6 separate regions of the Mus musculus genome follow, and regions 1, 3, 4, 5 and 6 are each linked to region 2. The links are chromatin contacts, called in public HiCAR-type, HiChIP or PLAC-seq and promoter capture Hi-C maps. All regions are on one chromosome and are shown on one strand. The core of a region is the stretch at or near the end of the contact, and the rest is flanking DNA. Distances in the headings are between cores, read along the strand shown.

The links. Promoter capture Hi-C pulls out the DNA fragments that hold promoters and counts their contacts. HiCAR-type assays count read pairs that join an accessible place to other places. HiChIP or PLAC-seq counts read pairs in DNA pulled down with a chosen protein or histone mark.
Region 1: a HiCAR-type map of astrocytes shows a contact between it and region 2, with 5 times the contacts expected there. The contact joins the promoter of Bpgm here to the promoter of Podxl in region 2. A contact is called at or near these places in 1 of 39 promoter capture datasets (second pharyngeal arch cranial neural crest) and 2 of 115 datasets of contacts at active chromatin or transcription factors (astrocytes and embryonic forebrain).
Region 3: a promoter capture Hi-C map of hippocampal neurons shows a contact between it and region 2, with 7 times the contacts expected there. The contact joins the promoter of Akr1b10 here to the promoter of Podxl in region 2. A contact is called at or near these places in 4 of 39 promoter capture datasets (the 3T3-L1 cell line, embryonic stem cells, hippocampal neurons and 1 more) and 1 of 115 datasets of contacts at active chromatin or transcription factors (embryonic forebrain).
Region 4: a contact with region 2 is called in an H3K4me3 HiChIP or PLAC-seq map of embryonic forebrain, with 7 times the contacts expected there. The contact joins the promoter of Lrguk here to the promoter of Podxl in region 2. A contact is called at or near these places in 6 of 39 promoter capture datasets (the 3T3-L1 cell line, cranial neural crest, embryonic stem cells and 3 more), 3 of 115 datasets of contacts at active chromatin or transcription factors (embryonic forebrain, embryonic stem cells and stem cell-derived neural progenitor cells) and 1 of 9 other capture datasets (liver).
Region 5: a contact with region 2 is called in a promoter capture Hi-C map of hippocampal neurons, with 12 times the contacts expected there. The contact joins the enhancer-like site here to the promoter of Podxl in region 2. A contact is called at or near these places in 6 of 39 promoter capture datasets (cranial neural crest, frontonasal cranial neural crest, hippocampal neurons and 3 more) and 4 of 115 datasets of contacts at active chromatin or transcription factors (embryonic forebrain, embryonic midbrain, forebrain and 1 more).
Region 6: a contact with region 2 is called in a HiCAR-type map of astrocytes, with 8 times the contacts expected there. The contact joins the promoter of Akr1b3 here to the promoter of Podxl in region 2. A contact is called at or near these places in 3 of 39 promoter capture datasets (hippocampal neurons, maxillary cranial neural crest and second pharyngeal arch cranial neural crest), 2 of 115 datasets of contacts at active chromatin or transcription factors (astrocytes and embryonic forebrain) and 1 of 9 other capture datasets (embryonic stem cells).

Annotation. Positions count from the first base shown.
Region 1 is chr6:34,475,031-34,477,730 of GRCm38.p6, reverse strand. Bpgm (2,3-bisphosphoglycerate mutase) reads right to left here and starts at 1,375. Exons shown (of 3, transcript NM_007563.5): 1 at 1,309-1,375.
Region 2 is chr6:31,562,520-31,565,219 of GRCm38.p6, reverse strand. It overlaps Podxl (podocalyxin-like), which reads left to right and starts at 1,283. Exons shown (of 8, transcript NM_013723.3): 1 at 1,283-1,641. The coding sequence starts at 1,572.
Region 3 is chr6:34,382,800-34,385,499 of GRCm38.p6, reverse strand. It overlaps Akr1b10 (aldo-keto reductase family 1, member B10 (aldose reductase)), which reads right to left and starts at 1,253. Exons shown (of 10, transcript NM_172398.3): 1 at 1,093-1,253. The coding sequence starts at 1,158.
Region 4 is chr6:34,028,151-34,030,850 of GRCm38.p6, reverse strand. It overlaps Lrguk (leucine-rich repeats and guanylate kinase domain containing), which reads right to left and starts at 1,403. Exons shown (of 20, transcript NM_028886.1): 1 at 1,098-1,403. The coding sequence starts at 1,394. It overlaps Gm38786 (a long non-coding RNA gene), which reads left to right and starts at 1,127. Exons shown (of 4, transcript XR_868961.1): 1 at 1,127-1,211.
Region 5 is chr6:34,269,603-34,272,524 of GRCm38.p6, reverse strand. No RefSeq gene overlaps it. Among named protein-coding and RNA genes, the nearest start is that of Akr1b3, 46 kb to the left of the region's middle. Within about 2 kb of position 1,559, at least 20 of the 459 cell types and tissues checked have an H3K27ac peak or open chromatin away from gene starts, as enhancers often do. A contact at or near this core is called in forebrain and hippocampal neurons, where this site is marked.
Region 6 is chr6:34,316,165-34,318,898 of GRCm38.p6, reverse strand. Akr1b3 (aldo-keto reductase family 1, member B3 (aldose reductase)) reads left to right here and starts at 1,410. Exons shown (of 10, transcript NM_009658.3): 1 at 1,410-1,559. The coding sequence starts at 1,494.

The DNA.
Region 1 (2,700 bases), core at 126-2,625, 2.9 Mb before region 2:
ATTGTCTAATTATCTTTAATTTTACATAGCCTTTAATAAAGGCATGGGCCTTAGAAATGTAACTTCTGCCTTTTTAAACGATGTGGAAACTGGGCTGGAGAGATGGCTCAGTGGTCAGGAGCACTGGCTGCTCTTCCAGAGGAACTGGGTTCCCTTCCTAGCACCTGCAGGGGGGCTCATAGACATTTGCTCCAGTTCCGGGGGGGGGGGGGTGGTCCATGGACACTAGGCGTACACAGAGTACACATACATACATTCAGGCAAAAAAATCATACACATAAAACAGTCTTGAAAAAAATGTGAAAATTGGGCTGGAGAGATGGCTCAGAGGTTAGGAACACTGCCGGTTCTTCCAGAGGTCCTGAGTTAAATTCCCAGCAACCACATGGTGGCTCACAACCATCTGTAAAGTGATCAGATGTCCTCTTCTGGTGTGTCTGAATACAGCTACAATGTACTTATATACATAAAATAAACAATTCTTTTAAAAAAATGTGAAAATTCAGTTTTACAGACAAACTAACACGACTTTTATTATAGAAACGTTTGTACCTGCTGCTGAAATGTAACCATTTACTTTTTATTTCCTCCCGAAGGCGTCGGAATTCTGTTAGTTAATATTCTAGAACCATTTCCCCCATTCACGGGCTATAAACCCTTCCTAATTTGGGGGGGGGGGCTCCATCCTGCAAAGTCTAATAATAAACTTCATTACAATTTTGCATTTCTTTTGACTTACTGTAGTGAAATACTTGCTCCTACCCCTTAGCACAAAAAGAAATGACACTTTTTGGCCATGATAGTGGTGGTCGGGCGTGCACGCGTGTGTGCTGGGGAGGGGGTAGTGTTCCCCTGAACCCGGAATATGGTTCCTGAGACTCCTGAATATGCAACAACCTCTTTGCCTTCCATGATATTTCCCCCCTTAACTTACACTTTTAGGATCAAGGTCTGCCTTCGCCCTACACCTGCTTCCTTCCAGTGAATCCACTGGCTAAGACAAGTAGCCACACCTGAGCTATCCAGGAGGTAGAGTTTAACTTTGCTAAGCCACCATCACTACAGCTCTGGGTTCACACACCATCACTCCAGCCGACAGAACTCACTGTTCCTGAGAGATGCTCGCTGAGAAAGGGCCAGCTGAGAGCTGGGGTACTCGGGAGGGTCTCGCTTGAAGCGGGCATCAGGTTCCCACCAGATACTAAAGCCGGGCAAGGTAGCAACCGGCCTTCTCACGATAGAACAGCAAGCCACTCATGAAAGAAAAGAAATCCTCACAACTGTAACAATTACAACGAAGCCACTCACCTGCAAGGAAACTACCAGTAGCAGCCGGTCCTCGGTAACGCCGTGCTGCAGACGCCAGTGAGGATTCATCGCTACAGCCGGCATCAACGCTCTTTTGTAGCCTAGAAGCCAAAATGGTCAGAACCGATAGCGCTGGGTATTGGAAGACAGAGTTGTCACTCATTCACGGCCCCGCCCTCTGGCCAGCGACCAGCCGGAGGTTCTTTCCGGTTTCTCAAGTCCCTGGGGTAAGAAGGGAAGCTATGATTGGTTTAATGAGGAAACAGACGCACGGATAGACCAATAAGATGGTAGTTTCGGACATAGGCAGGCGGGCTTTAGTCGTAGAGACCCAAACCCCTGAGCATCGCCGGGGCAATGTTTGTGGGCTGCTAGCTTTGCCGTCCAGAGACCTGTTTGAAGTTCTCGAAATTGAAACACACCTGCTGTGAAAAGCGGGTCAGCAGATGAAGGGATACTTCTTCTAGTTAACGGAAAATTTCAGGTCCTACCTAGGCTGAACCCGGTAGATCCTCACGAAAGCTTGTTTGGCACGCCTGTGCGTCGAAAACAGAGATTAAAATGAAAACCTTTAAAGTGTCCTATTTACAGATAGTCGCTCATTCTTACTTTCTCCTAACATTATGAAGAGAAGAGAAGCGAATAATAGGATATCCTAAAAGTACAAGAAGGGCGAAGAGGTTAGAAAAGTAGAAAATGGTACACTACAGTTTCTGAAATTAAACCTATGAAAATGCCAGCTTGTCACTCGGGTCTGGTACCAGAGCTGGAAGCTACTAAGCAGGCTTGAACTACCACACAAGGTCTGAAACGTGTGTCAAAACGTGAATGAGAAAGATAAGAAATGTTATGTGTGCCTGAGCAGACGGGAAAATTCCCCTTCTTGGTTTCTGAAAGCTGTTCCACTTAGTGTCTTCTGAACTCACCTAGTTAATTCTATAAACAAGTCCAATAAGTTTGTGACCAGCTAATGGGTGCTCAGATCAGTTATTTAGGATGAAAATCTTGACACACCATGAACTGGTGTCATGATGGCCTGCTTGTAGCAAGCTGTATGTCCCATTTATGCATTTTAGCTCATGATAGTTGCAGCTACCCCTTTCTGAGAGAGCGTCTCTCAAGGACAGTGAGTTCTGTCGGCTGGAGTGATGGTGTGTGAACCCAGTGCTGTAGTGATGGTGGCTTAGCAAAGTTAAACTCTACCTCCTGGATGGCTCAGGTGTGGCTACTTGTCTTAGCCAGTGGATTCTCAGGTCAGAACAGCTGGAGAAGGAATCTGCCCAATCGTACACACCTGCCAACCTGTTCTTCCTCTTCTTCATGAGGGCAGATGGACCAGAAAACATTTCCGCTGCCCTGTAGTATCAAAGCTTTCTCCTCAGGAAGGGTAAC
Region 2 (2,700 bases), core at 34-2,533:
TTGTATCCCGAGATGAGAGTGCCACCTCTGCAGGGGACTCCACTGAGTCTGCAGCCCGCAAAGCCTCCCCGCCTCCCCAAACGAATAGGATGCGAGCTTCTTTGTCCTTTCACAGAGTAAACTCGGGTTTATGAGATTCTCCATTTATGAGATTCTCCAATTCCGATCTCCCACCTCAGGTCTATGGGTTTCTCACGAGCGAAAGCTGCTTCTTTCATTAAGGCTGTTCAAGGTTCTGGCCCTACGCTAAGTGCGTCTCCCAAGCAAGTGTCTCAGCAGCTGTTGGAAGTGTTGTTAGCCTTGTTCTTCGTATGTAAAGAATCAAAGCACTCAGAGTGAGTTAGCCCAACTAGGTTTTGAGCCCAGGTTGGATTTGACGCCGAGGCCCTTAAATCTCCATTGCTGCTTTTTATTCAGCAATATTATTTCTTATGGCTCAATTACAGTATTACGGGCTCTGTGCAAAGTATTTTTCCAGATTAATCTCAGAAGTAAGGCTGCTATTTACCACCTAAGGGATCTTAAACAACTTTTTAAACTATTTTTTTAACTCTATTTTTCTGTCTGCAAAACGAGGCTTAAAAATGTGACTGCCGTGAAGAGCAAGCGAATTAATACGTGCAAAGCACTTAGAACACAGACGCGCACGAATTAAGCGCTGAAATTTTTGCCTTAAAAGAGTCGCATCCATTTGTACATCGGTGGGAGAGGTTAAAAACAAAAACAAAAACAAAAACAAAAACAAAAACCCGTCCAGATGGTACGGGGCTCATCCCGGAGGACAGACTTGGGGACTGCACGAGATCCAGGCACCTGCTGGGCAGGGGACCTGCTTCCCTTGTTCTGCCGCAGGAAGGCGCTGAGGTCTGGGGGCCTGGAAGGGTCGGTTCTTATCGGAACTTCCAGACTGGGGGGGCCTGTGCCTGCGTTGTAAGGGCGGTAGCATTATGGAGGATCCGGGCTGATCCCCTGCAAAAGCAATGTGTAGGACATCCGCGGCATGGATTGATTGTCTGACAGGGTCCCTGGCGCGCGCGCAGGCAAGTATACACAGCGTGAGCACAGATTCACAGGCACACACACACACACACACACACACACACACACACACACACACACACACTCACTCACACACGCACTGCCCGGGACCGCCAGCCCCTGCTCCCCCGCCCGCCGCGCTCCAGGGCGGAGTTTCCTCCTCTGCTTATTGTTCGCAGCCCAGCGCCCGCCCAGCCGCCGCCCCGCCCGACCCCGCCGCCGCTGTGGGCGAGCTCCTGGGGGAGGGGGCGGAGGCCAGCGCGGACGGGACGGGGCGGGAGTCTTCGCAGCAACGTGCGCGGGGCCGCAGCGGCGCAGACACCGCCCGGGCCGCAGACACCTTCGCTCGTCGCTGCTGGCTCCGTGTCCCAGCCCAGCTCTGCGGTAGGCAGGAGGAGCGGCCGGATCGCGACTCCGGAGTTCGCGGCCGTCGCCAGGCCTCCCGGAGCGGCGCCGACGCTCCCGCTGTCCGGACGCGCGACCCTGCGCCAGCGCCGCAGCCACCTGCTCGGAGTCCCCGGGCGAGCACAACCATGCCTCCCACTACGGCGCTCTCCGCGCTGCTGCTGCTGCTACTGTCGCCTGCATCTCACTCCCATAATGGTGAGTGGACAGCCGCGGCTCTGCCGGGACCCCTGGTCATTCCCCTCCGCCCCAAGCCTGGTGGGGCTCCTGGGAAGCCGGCTGCACCGCGTGGTCGGACCGCTTGCAGCCTCTCCCGCGTGGCCGCACGCAGAGTCCTGACCTTGGCACCATCCACGCCCCCTCCAAATTGGAGAACCCCGCAGGTGCGGGGCCAGATCGTGGATTTATTCCTAGTCTTCACTGGTGTAGAGTGAGCCGGAGGTTGTGAGATTGTAAAGGGGGCACTTGGTGGGTTCGCTGGAGATGGGGGGGAAACTTTGGGTTGTGGGGAGGTCCCAGATTCCCGCATGACCACCAGAATGCGATTTCTCTTTCTCGTGTTTGGGGCTACTAGGGGACCGTATTGGGAGGTCGTTGAAACTAAGCAAAGCCGCGGGCAGGGACCACAAGAAGGAGCCCCTGAAACTGACCTCAAATCCCTAAATGCCCACGCGTGTAGCGTACTTCTTGTGCAAGCGCTTTTTCTTAAGCTTGTCCCGGGACGGGTGGAATAAGCGCTCCTTCCAGGGTCCCAGAGCCTGGTTCAGTGGGGTCCTTGCCTTCATGTTGCCAAAGGACCGGATTCTTTCTCAGAGCATGGCCAGGATGGTGGGCCCCTCCCACCCCTTTGTGTAAACAAGAAATTTCTTTCACAAATGAGGTTTGAGTTGTGTCTTAGTAATACCTCGGGCACCCATCTCCCATCAGACCCAGCTTGGAGACGATCCCACTACCTTCTTTCTGAAGGTGGAATGTTACTTTCTGTTTGAGAGGTCAGGCAGTGTCTGCAAACATAACCAGAGCAGGTGTCCCAAAGTCCCTGCCAAACAGCTGAGAGACTCAGCCCAGGAGAGAGAGGCAGGTTTCATAAACGGAGTAGCCTATCTTGAGCAGGTAGCTGCAGGGAGAAAGTAGCGAAGGGAGGCTTTCCAGAGTCGGAAGTACAGTGGTGACCGCCCAAGCGGGGAAGGGACTCTGCTGCTGTGGGAGTTAGTGTTGGGGGAACAGGATTCTGCAGAACAATGAGAGATGAGATGG
Region 3 (2,700 bases), core at 4-2,503, 2.8 Mb before region 2:
CCTTGGTCCTGTGAAAGCTTGATGCCCCAGTGTAGGGGAATTCGAGGGTGGGGAGGTGGGAGTAGGTGGGTAGGTGAGGGAAGAAGCAGGGGGAGGGGGGATGGGATAGGGGGATTCTGGAGGGGGGACCAGGAAAGGGGATAACATTTGAAATTTAAATAAAAAATAAATCTAATTTTTAAAAGATCATAAAACAGCAACAGCTGCGCCATCACTGGGACAAGGAATTGCTTCCAGCCACTCAGAGGCACTGAGGTCCAGGCTGAAAGCCCCGCCCCCCTGCACGCGCACTGCTGGCAGCACGGGCTACTCATCCTGAGCCCAACTCCTTTACAGTCTGCGTCTGCTGTTGAAATTCTGAAAGTTCATCTCTGTGAAGTTTTCCATGTGAGTTGATTCCCTGGAGATCTGCAAGTGATTAGTTATTGTTTTGATGGATGTGTAATTTCTGGCTTGGTCCAAAACCGTTTCACTAAGCATTGAGATGAGCCTCGGAGAAACTTGCCAGGTGAGTTGAACACAGCCAGGGTGGGACCTGAGCTGACTCTCGCTCAGTCTCTCTGCCACCCTGATCCTGCTCGGGCTTTAACATGTGGGAACTAGTGGGGTCTTTGGAAAGTGAACGTGCCTGGGCTGGGGTCTGAGACTGGGCTTTCACAGGCTCCCAGACTACTCTGAAGTAGGTAATGGGGTCCTTCAGCATGGGTAGCAAGGGCAGCTGGGTCATTTGGAGCTCAGCGTTCTCGTTCTAAATAATTCAACCAGAAATAAATACACAGCCAAAACTTGTAAACTGTGAAGTAATTCTGAGGAAAAGCTTGCGACGAGAATAACTGCCTGGAGATGATGGTTTGCTGTACTTTGTAAAAATCCAGGAACAGCTGGGATCCCGACACTTGTTAGGGAAGTTAGACGCCAGCTCTGAGGCCTGAAGCAGCACAAAAACTGAAAGCAACTTGGGTCAAGGCTGTAGAGTTCCAGCCTTACCCGACCCCAACCCCCACCCGGCAGGCAAATGCTATGCAAAGAGGAAGACGTGCCAAGACCTGTCCCCACTTGAAAAAAGCAGCTGCCCAAAAACTGCGCACTCACCTTCCAGGTGCCCAGGCCCACAATGGGCATCTTGGCTCCGGTAAGGAGCGTCACGAAGGCGGCCATGGTTGCTGCAGAAACGGTTCAAAGGGAACAGACGGGAGCCTTTGCCTAAATTAGGAGTCTGGCAACTGGTTCCGTGTCCTTGAGGAGACAGGCTCTTCTTCCTACTGGCTAGCAGCCACAGCCTGGGGGCGGGCACTGGCACAGGAAGTGCATTTCGGTTTTTCGTAGGGTTGACCAGCAGTAAACACTGCAGAATACTAAGTTTCCCTGCTGCAGAGTGCAAGGCTCCCGCAGCAGTGCCCGCACAGGTGTGTGGACAAAAATAACAGGCAGTGAAAGATGAATGCATAAGTTTATTTAAGGAAGGTCATTGCTTCGAGAGTGCACATACTCTAGGGGTCCAACAAGTTTTCAGCTAGGGAAAAAAAATTCAAGGCAAACAAGGAGGCATATAGCAATCATTCTGATATCGATTAGTACTGATAACCCACTACTGTCAGACTAGCCACATCAATTATTTCTGAAACCACTATTTCACTAGCTACAATATTGATAACAAGAGATATCGGTGGGAAATCAATTGACGGATGTCCTTGCAGAATTTTTTTTCAATTTTTATTATTTATTTACATTCCCGTCCCCCCTTTTGTCCCCCCTCCCAAAATTTTTCATCCCATTCCTCCTCCCCCTTGCCTCCGAGAGGGTGCCCCCGCAGACCTCCCCCTCCCCTGGGGCTTCAAGCCTCTCAAGGATTAGGCACATCTTCTCCAACTGAGGCCAGACCAAGCAGACCTCTGCTGTATTTTTGCCAGGGGCCTCCGACCAACCCGTGTATGCTCCTAGTTGGTGGCTCAGTCTCTGGGAGCTCCCTGGAATCCGGATAAACTGAGACTGCTGGTCTTCCTATGGGGTCACTCTTCCCTTCAGCTTCTTCAGTCCTTCCCCTAACTCAACCATAGGGGTCCCAGACCTCAGTCCAACGGTTGGGTGTATCCGCCTCTGTCTCTGTCAGCTGCTGGTAGGGCCTCTCAGAGGACAGTCATACAGGCTCCTGTCTGTAAGGACAACACAGCATCAGCAATAGTATCAGACCTTAGCGCCCTCCCATGAGATGGATCCCAAGTTGGGCCAGTCACTCTTTTTAATGTATGAATTTGAAAAGCAGTAATGTGAGGCTGGACCAAAGAAGAAAGAATCATAATCTCAACTTCCTTAACACAAAAGTAAACACAGAGTAACATTATGTGCGGTTATAGTAGCCTCTGTGTCAGGCGTGGCTGTGTGAGTGTGTAATTTCATCTGTGTTCACACAATTGCTGTAAGATCATGGGAGTAAATTGGTCTAGAAGTAGAGATTACCTATTAGTCATTTCGACATGATCTTTTACTACTAAAATTCTCCTTCTCCTCCTCCCTCCTCACCCCTCCCCCTTGCTCCCCACCCTCCTGTTCTTCCCTCATTCCTACTTCCCCCTCCCCTCCTCCTCCTCCTCCTCCTCCCCCCTCACCTGCTTCCCTCCTCCCCTCCCTTCTTTTCTTTCTTTTTGTTTTCAAAGATTTATTTATTTATTTTATGTATGTGAGTACACTGTACCTGTACAG
Region 4 (2,700 bases), core at 154-2,653, 2.5 Mb before region 2:
ACTTCAAGCAACGTTAGAATGCAACCAGCCCAGGAAGAAAGATGTAGACTAGGAAAAACAAAAAGAGGGATGAGGGGGGAAATAGGCCAAATATTCCAAGTGCAGGAAAGGGCATTAGAGACAAGAGCCCAGGGAAAGGAGGGCAGAAGTGGAGTAACGGGAGGTCAGAGGCAGGAAGGACAAGAAAGAAGGCAAACCAGGAGCCATGTTTGACAGGGGGAGAAAGGTGGCTTGTGAAGAAGCTGAGGGAAAAGAAGGGGGAGCAGCGAAAAAAGGCAAGAAGTGAAATCAAGAAAGATGTTGGTTCTGAGTAGCTATGACAGAGAGAAAAGCCTAACTGGGTATGAGAGGGAAACAGATCAACCTACGATTTTGAAAAAGCACAATAAATAGAAGCCAATACTAGGAGTAAGGGAATGCAAGGTGGAAGGAAGCGAAGGGATGAGGAAGGACAGTCGGTGTGTGGGAATACAGTCAAGTGGGGAAGGGAAGTGGAATCAGGAGATTAGGAAAATAGTTAAGAGCGTTGGGAACGCTCCCCATAAGCCAAACTCTGCCAACTAGGGGTGAGCTGGCTCTCTCTGATCATGCTGTGGCTCCCTTCTAACCAGAAAGAGTGGGAGTGCTTAAATAGGCACACAAATACCCCGAGCAGAAGTAACATATAAAACGTATACATTATTTCGTCTTCAGCAGAGCATTGGGATTTTTTTTTAAACCACCCTGGAGGAAGGAAGAAGATGAATGGCCCGCATAATTTTGTCAATGCGTAATTTTGAAAGCATTAAACCCATACTGGTACACTGATTTTTTTCCCCCCGTTATAACAGTGTGTAATCTGACAGATAAGAAACTAGGAAAAGAAAGTAAATATTTGGAGGGTTTCACCCCCTTTCTCCAAGACAGGAGGTGAAGCACACGAGAAATGGGGGAATAAAAATAAGCAGCAAAGAAAAGCCCTTGCCCTCTGGCTAGAGTGGAGTGGGCTGAGCCCAGGGCTAGAGAAGGCAGAAGCAAGCTGCCGCTGAGGCAGCCAGGTTGAGCGGCTGGAGGATGCCTGAGACTGGGGTGCGGGTTGGGGAGGGGGGGAGGCACACCTCCAAATTCTGCATTTCGGACTCCTCTGACTCTTCAGATTCTCCGTCCTCCTGTTGCTTCTCTTCTTGCTCCGCTTCTGCCTCATGAGAGCGGTGGATGAGCTGGTGGAGGAGGTAAGAGGAGGCGCTTCTGAAAGTCCCTTTTGACTTCAGACCCAGGGGGAAAGAAGGCCAACGGCCCTGACTTTGTTTTTCTGTGAGCGACAGTATCGCCTGGGCTGCAATGCGAGAGGCGCCCAAACCCCGCCTGAAACGGGTGCCTTTCCATCTCGAGGGATTTCGCTCGAAGGCCGCCATCTTGTTTATACGCGTTGCCTAGGAGACTGACGTCATGGCCCGCGGCGCTGCAAGGAACTCTGGGGGGCTGTAGTCCAAGCTTCCGTACTTGCACATTCTGTCAAGGTCTCCATTGGCGTTCACTTTTGCAGCGTTCTGCTGCTTCTTTTATTTTCCTCTTTACGTTCAGTGGCTAGTGTTGTTCCTTTTTGCATGTACTTTTAATCCCTTTTCTCCACCCACTTTCTTTGTCTTCTTGCTGCCTGTCCTTCTTTGAGCTTGTTCACCTCACATTTGATAACATTCACACAAGCATCTCCAGTCTGGCTTCATTCACACCATCGAACTTTGGAAGCATTTGACATCCCTAATTCTGTCGGTCGGAAAGCTAGTAAAGATGAAATTTAACACTATGCACAGCGCCGTGGGAGGAGATGAGGCCGTGACATAGAAGATTGAAAAGACCTGACTCCTCTCCTTTTCCTTTCATTGTAGATAATGAAGAGAAACTACCAAAGGATTTTAAGAGCTCATTTGTAGTTAATTTACATACCTGTCCAACTCTGAGTCTGGTCCTTGGGAAGAAAAAAGCTAGCAGTGGGACCAGAGGGGCAGATTGGGGAAGGGAAGGAAGGGAAAGGGAGGAGAGAAAAGGAAAATAAATCAAACTAATTGTAGTGTATCTGAACCCCTGTGAAGAGGTTAGTATTCCATCAATAATTAGTCAAGTGACCTGCATCTGTAATTATTTTCATCCTGCTGAATAGTTTTATCAAATGTTCTTCTTGAAGGATTAGAAAAGGCATGGCATTCTGCTAGTGTGATTTTATGAAACCCAAATCCTATAGCCTTAAGCTCCACAAAATAGACATGCTATAGAAAAACAGAACGAGAACTGTAGCAACTATTATTGCCATAGCAATGACAACAGAGATCCTGACAGGGAAGTTGTCTTCATCCTCTGGCCTTACTGGGCCATTTCTCCATGCTTCAGTGACAGCCATTACAAATACAAAATGATCCTATCAATGGCTGTCAGGGGAAAAGGAGAAAAAATTCTTATGGACACCATCCATTGACTATTATCTTTCTTAGTGCTTGAGGGACCATTAAAACTGACATAAAGCTTTCAGAATTACCTTCCTTCATTATCTTGCGGCTCGTAACTGGAAAGGGCGCAATGAAAGTATCTCTCTGCTAGGTTTGCCTTGCCTGTTATTTCTTTTCCTAGTGGGTACCGATTTTGACAAGGGATTTCTCTCCAACCTCATTGCCTTAGGGTCTGGATCCACCTAACTAAGAAGACTAGAGTGTTCGCTCTGCTCTT
Region 5 (2,922 bases), core at 310-2,809, 2.7 Mb before region 2:
AGAGTCACTTCCTAATAAACCTGTCTTTATTTACTTTTAATCTGGTCTAATCTGGCCTATATCTGCATCATGGAGGGAGAGAAAATGTCTATCACAAATCTCTTGTCTTTTCATTTGATCAATAAGGAAAAAGAGGGACAGAAACAATAGATGACTTACCCATTGTGGTGGATTGAAAAGGTCCCATAGACATATGTGTTTGAGTGCTTGGCCCATAGGGGTGGCACTATTAGGAAGTAGGGCTTTGTTGGATTAGCTGTGGCCTTGTTGGAGGAAATGTGTCACTATAGGGGCAGGCTTTGAGGTCTCCTATGTTCAAGTACTTCCAGTGTGGCTCCCAGTCCCCTTCTGACACATGTGGATCAAGATGTAAAAGTCTTCGCTCTCCCAGAACCACGTCTGCCTGCATACTGTCATGCTTCCCACCACAATGATAAGACTAAACCTCTGAAACCATAAGCCAGCCCCAATTAAATGTTTCTTTTTTATAAGAGTTGCCTTGGTCATGGTGTCTCTTCACAACAATAAAGTCCTAACTAAGACACCCATGGTCATGGAAATGATAGTTTCAAAGCTAGGAGTTGAGATCTTAACTGCTATCCAGAGGGTCTCTTCTGGACCCCAGGATGCTTCAAGGACTGACTCTCCCACACAAGATGTGCATGCATTCATGCCGCTTAACAAATAATTCCTCAAAACAGTCAAATCTGGAAACGTACCCCATCCACCCAAAATTGTTGCATAAGGGACTGCCACAGTTATTTCAAATTATCACCTCTTCCTATCTAACCCCCACACTTTACAAATTCCAACCCCACACTTCCAAACAGGTACTTAGAGTTTAGGCATCTCTCTAGACACTCTGAAAATCTGTAAAAAGATCCTTATCTTTTTGGAGGAAATTTCACTTTAAAGTTTCAGCTAATGACTTCTCCAGCAGTGGAACAAGTGCACCTTCAAATGTCAGCTCTACACAAGAGAGAAAAGCTCTAAGACCCAGCCTGATCAGAAAATCCTATGTCAAGTGCTACTGGTGCTATGGAGTTTACGTAAGCTCCCAGAATTAGCACCTCCTCCTTCATCTGCACCCCTAAAAAGTGATGATGGGAGCCCCAGATGTGCACAAAACATTGCTTTCTTCTTGGCAGCATGAAAGGGTATGTCACATGACTTTGCTTCCCAAGGCCAGTGATAAATCACACTCCTAGAGAATCTATGTGTCAGTATTCACGGTATTGATATTTTTTGTTTATTAATCCTGTTAGTAATACTCCACCCAGGAGGGGAACGAAAACACATGACAAACAACTATGAAAAGAACTACCTCGTTCAAAGGCCTGCTGCTTCTCTTGGGAGCAGCTTATGCATCACCTGGGTGCACATAGGATGGCTGAGTTGGTGCAGAAGGGAGCACAGCAGAGGCTCCCTCCCCAAGACCCTGGGAGAGCTCAGTTGGAGGACTCTCTTCCTGCAAGGAGAGCTGCAGTCAGACATTATTCTAATCCAGTCCTACCGAATTCAGTACACACACTGAGAACACAATACACTGTTAGAAAACAGACCACAGAAAAAGCAGGCTGTTCAGTTGGCTGGCTGGCATCGAAGGAGCAGCCTGGGAACTAAATGCTGATCTGGATGCAACAGCAACACAGTGAATGTTTCAGCCCTCATTTTAGCTTACTTGCATGGAGCGCAGTAGGCTCAGGATTAACATCAGGCCCGAGTCCCATTGATACATTTCCACCTGCTCGAGGGGATCCATCGAGGATTAGGCTCTCCCAGTGCCTCTTCTGGGAAAGCCTGCTGCAACTGGGCTCCCCTGAACCCTCATCAAATGTGGCCATTTCTCCCTAGTGTTTGTTAGCCCTGTGCCTAGTTTATAGTAACCCACTGGGCGGCTAGCTGTGCACAATCTATGATTTTAGTTTACTTCGTCTTCTTTTTTTTTTTAAACCACCCCCAAACAAGCTGCACTGAAATGGACAGTTTCTGTGTGCCTCTGCTTGGCAGCAGTCTAATACCAATGTCTTAACGCTTGCATCCTAAATTCAGAGATGGGAAATTGTTAGAAAATAGCTGACCTTGAGCGCGGGAATTCTCTGCTTATCACTGTGCTTCATATACCCTTCTTGGATTTTAAGAAATTGTTTATCTCACGTGCTTGTATGAGTTTATGCAAGAGCCCATGGAGGCCAGCCAAGGAGGGCATCAGATACCCTGGAATTTGAGCCATAGACAGTTGTGAGCCACCATATGAGTGTTAGGAACTAACCCCAGATCCTCTGCAATGACAGTAAGCGCTCTTAGCTGCTGAGCCACCACCCAGACCTCCAAAACCTCCAAAGTTTTACAAAGTTGTTTTTCCTTTCAACTGTCATACGCACACAGGTTTGGGTATGTGTGTATAGGTGAAGATGCTCACGGAGGTCAGAGGTGTTGATATTCCTCCGGTACTAAAGTCACAGGAGATATGAGTTGCTGTGAACTCAGATCCTCTGCAAGACCAGCATGCACTCCTACCTGCTGGGCCACCTCTCTGGCCCCCTTCTAGGATTTTGAGACAATGGAAAGGTTAGTGGTTTAAAAAATGAGTAAGGAAAAGGCATAAGTTTCCATAGTTATAGAGACTTTTTTTACCCCTCAAATGAATAATAATTCCAATTATAACTATCCCACAGGACTATTGCGAGGCTCAAATAAGATAATGTGCATATGAAAGCTCTTTGCTGGGAGGGAAGCATGATATGGGTATAAGGTGTTATTATCCCTTTAATCTTTCTAGTCTCATAATGGAGAAAAATTTCCAAAGACAAATTGGGAGCTCATTTCCATCTCTCAGCTGCCTCGCTGCTACATGATGTCCATGACAATGAAATGCTGCAGAGGAGTGTGGCGAGATCCAAACAAACAGCCGCGTGGCTG
Region 6 (2,734 bases), core at 161-2,660, 2.8 Mb before region 2:
ACTACAACATCTCGGTCCTTTCCCCTTTATTTTCTTAATGTCAAGTAAAGAGATGTGAGCTGCCACACAGAGCAAGAGCATCACTTCACAAGACATCAATCAGCTCTTTGTGTTTGGACCCAGGAGGTTCAAAAGGCAGAGAAGTCTCTATGCCAAGAGGGATTTCACAGAGGACAAGTGGTGGGCGTCAGGTCACCTGTTATCTTACACAAACCAAATCCCCAGAACTAGACTCAAATTCAAATACTATTAATTAGAGAAAAAGTACACCAGAATTTCCACATGCCACCAGTTGTGGGGATTGGTTTTGTTAATAAAACTCAAGTGGAAAATATCTGTTCTTTATAAATTTTCCCTGGGGTGGGAGTGGAGAAGTGCCACTTTTTAAGAGGGCACCGACTGGAAAATCACCAGAATGGGATTTAGAGAGGTGGGGTTCCTGACTCATTACCTTGCAGATGCAGTTGTCCCTGTTGCGTAATCAGGGGGCAACTGGAGCATGACCCAGCAGAAGGAGACTGGAATGAAACAGACCATCACTCAGAGGGGTGTTGGACGAGTGCCAAAATTGCCGTCATAGTTCTTGGGGCAACTCAGATTATTTTAGGAAAAGTCTTTTGTTTTTCTACCTAATACAACTGATTTATTTCGTACCCCCTAACATGGAATCATTGCTGTATGAGAATGGACTTTTCCTACTATGGGATTGTTCACTTTTTTGTTCTCTGACTTTTCACTTTTCCTCCAGAGTTTAGCCAACTTATTATACTGGAACCTTCCGCTTAAGAGTCTTACTTTCCAAAATCACTTATGTGTGATCCAGAGATGAAACTTATGGGAGATCATAGCTTAACGGTTATGGATTTTTGCATCAAGTCTTGTTGAACCAGACTAAACATGTTCAGACACCGGTAGTGGTAGAAAGGTACTACAAACGGGTATTTCGTAGTTCTCTGCAAAACCGGTTGCAATCATTTTAATAGCGGGGATGGGAGTGCTTAAGTACACCTGAAATTTAACTTTTAATCTAAGGGGGGGGGGGAACGCTCTTAAATACACCTGACGCCTATCTGCTCCATCAGATTCAAAGCAAGATGTGTAAGATTCCAGAAGAGTGTCATTCTGAGATTAGAAAAGACACAGACGTCTTCTTCTGGGCTCGAAAACGAAACCAAAACTTCTCCCCAGTCTCCTTATCTCTAGTCTGCTGGTTATTTTCAGAGCTTTCCGTCTGGTGCTACAACAGCGGGCAAACACTGCCACGTGGGGCGCAAGCAGAGCAGCTGGAGAATTCCGTGCCGCTAGGACCTAGGGAAAGAAGCATCCTCGCCGACCCCTTCAGAACCGCGGCATCGACCAATCAGAAGGATCCGTCTCTCAGCCGTGCAACCAATGGCAGGCGTTCTTTCTACAGGCCGTTGGGGCTATTTAAAGGTGCGCGCCCGAGCCAGCGCTGCACATTTGCCGGTCCGGGTTTGTAACGTGCAGCGATCATGGCCAGCCATCTGGAACTCAACAACGGCACCAAGATGCCCACCCTGGGCCTGGGCACCTGGAAGGTAGGCATGCATCAGGGTGCGACCCGCCGCCCGCTGGGTGACCCTGAGCGGCCTGCGCGGAGCGGGGCTCGCGTGGCGGGGCCTGTGAGCGTATCTGGCTGCGGCCCGGCGTGTGGGGCTTCGGGCGAGCAGCGCTCGAGTCCGCGTGGGCGCCCCAGGTGGAGACACACCCACGGTGACCCGGGTGAGAGGGATTGAAGCAGAGCCCTAGATTTGTCATCTGGCACCTGTGGCGCCCCAGCCTCACGAGTGAATTGACCTCACTTGGCGCAGATGTTGCCCTCTCGGGAATGAGCCACTTGGGCCAATGGGCCTGAGATAATTAAATTAGCAGGCGAGAGCTTGCCAGGAACCAGCTTGTTTCTCTGTCCTCTAAGTCTCTGAGTGCAGTTCTTAATGGGTGCGGAACTCCTGGAGAATTAATCTGACTTCCGCGTTGCTGGGTGCCACCCACTAATAAGAAGACTTCAGGCGAGATATCCCCAAAACCTCAACACAACACAGCAGAGTTGAGAAGAGGGCCAGATACATCATAGTGAAATACAAAAAGAAAGAACCGATATTTAAAAACCAAAAATTATAACTGATTTGATTATTTGGCAACTAAGGAACCAATTTTTGGTGTTATTGCTGAAGCAGAAAAACCTAGCTCTTAAGCTACTTGCAGGGTAGTTGTATTATATATTATAGACCGATGCTGTGACCTCGATCTTTAAGAACCTTGAGTATGGTGGACCTGGGCACTTAGACACAGTGAAGGTAAGAGAAAATCAGGTAGGGTTGAATTTAAATGGTTTGAAACCAGACAGAGTCTGTTTCTACCCAAACTACAGTTAAAACAACGGGTAATGCAAATGGAGAATAAGAAACAGGTCATAGACTTGTCTTTCTCAGAACGTGTATCTAAGCCAGTAGATTAGCAAGTGCGGCTTTTGTTTCCTTACAGAGGGTCCTTGGTGACTGCAAAGGTATGATTGAATTACAACCGTGATACCAGGTTGAATTCGGTGTGGTGGAATGATAAGAAAGACGGTTTCCCTGCCATAGCAAACACAGCTACTGGACACAGCACACACAGGCACATGTAACTACAGTAGTTTTATAATACATGACCCAAATTATGGGTAGGATGATGATACTTTAATTCTGTCCCATTTCTCCAAAAACCAAGCTCA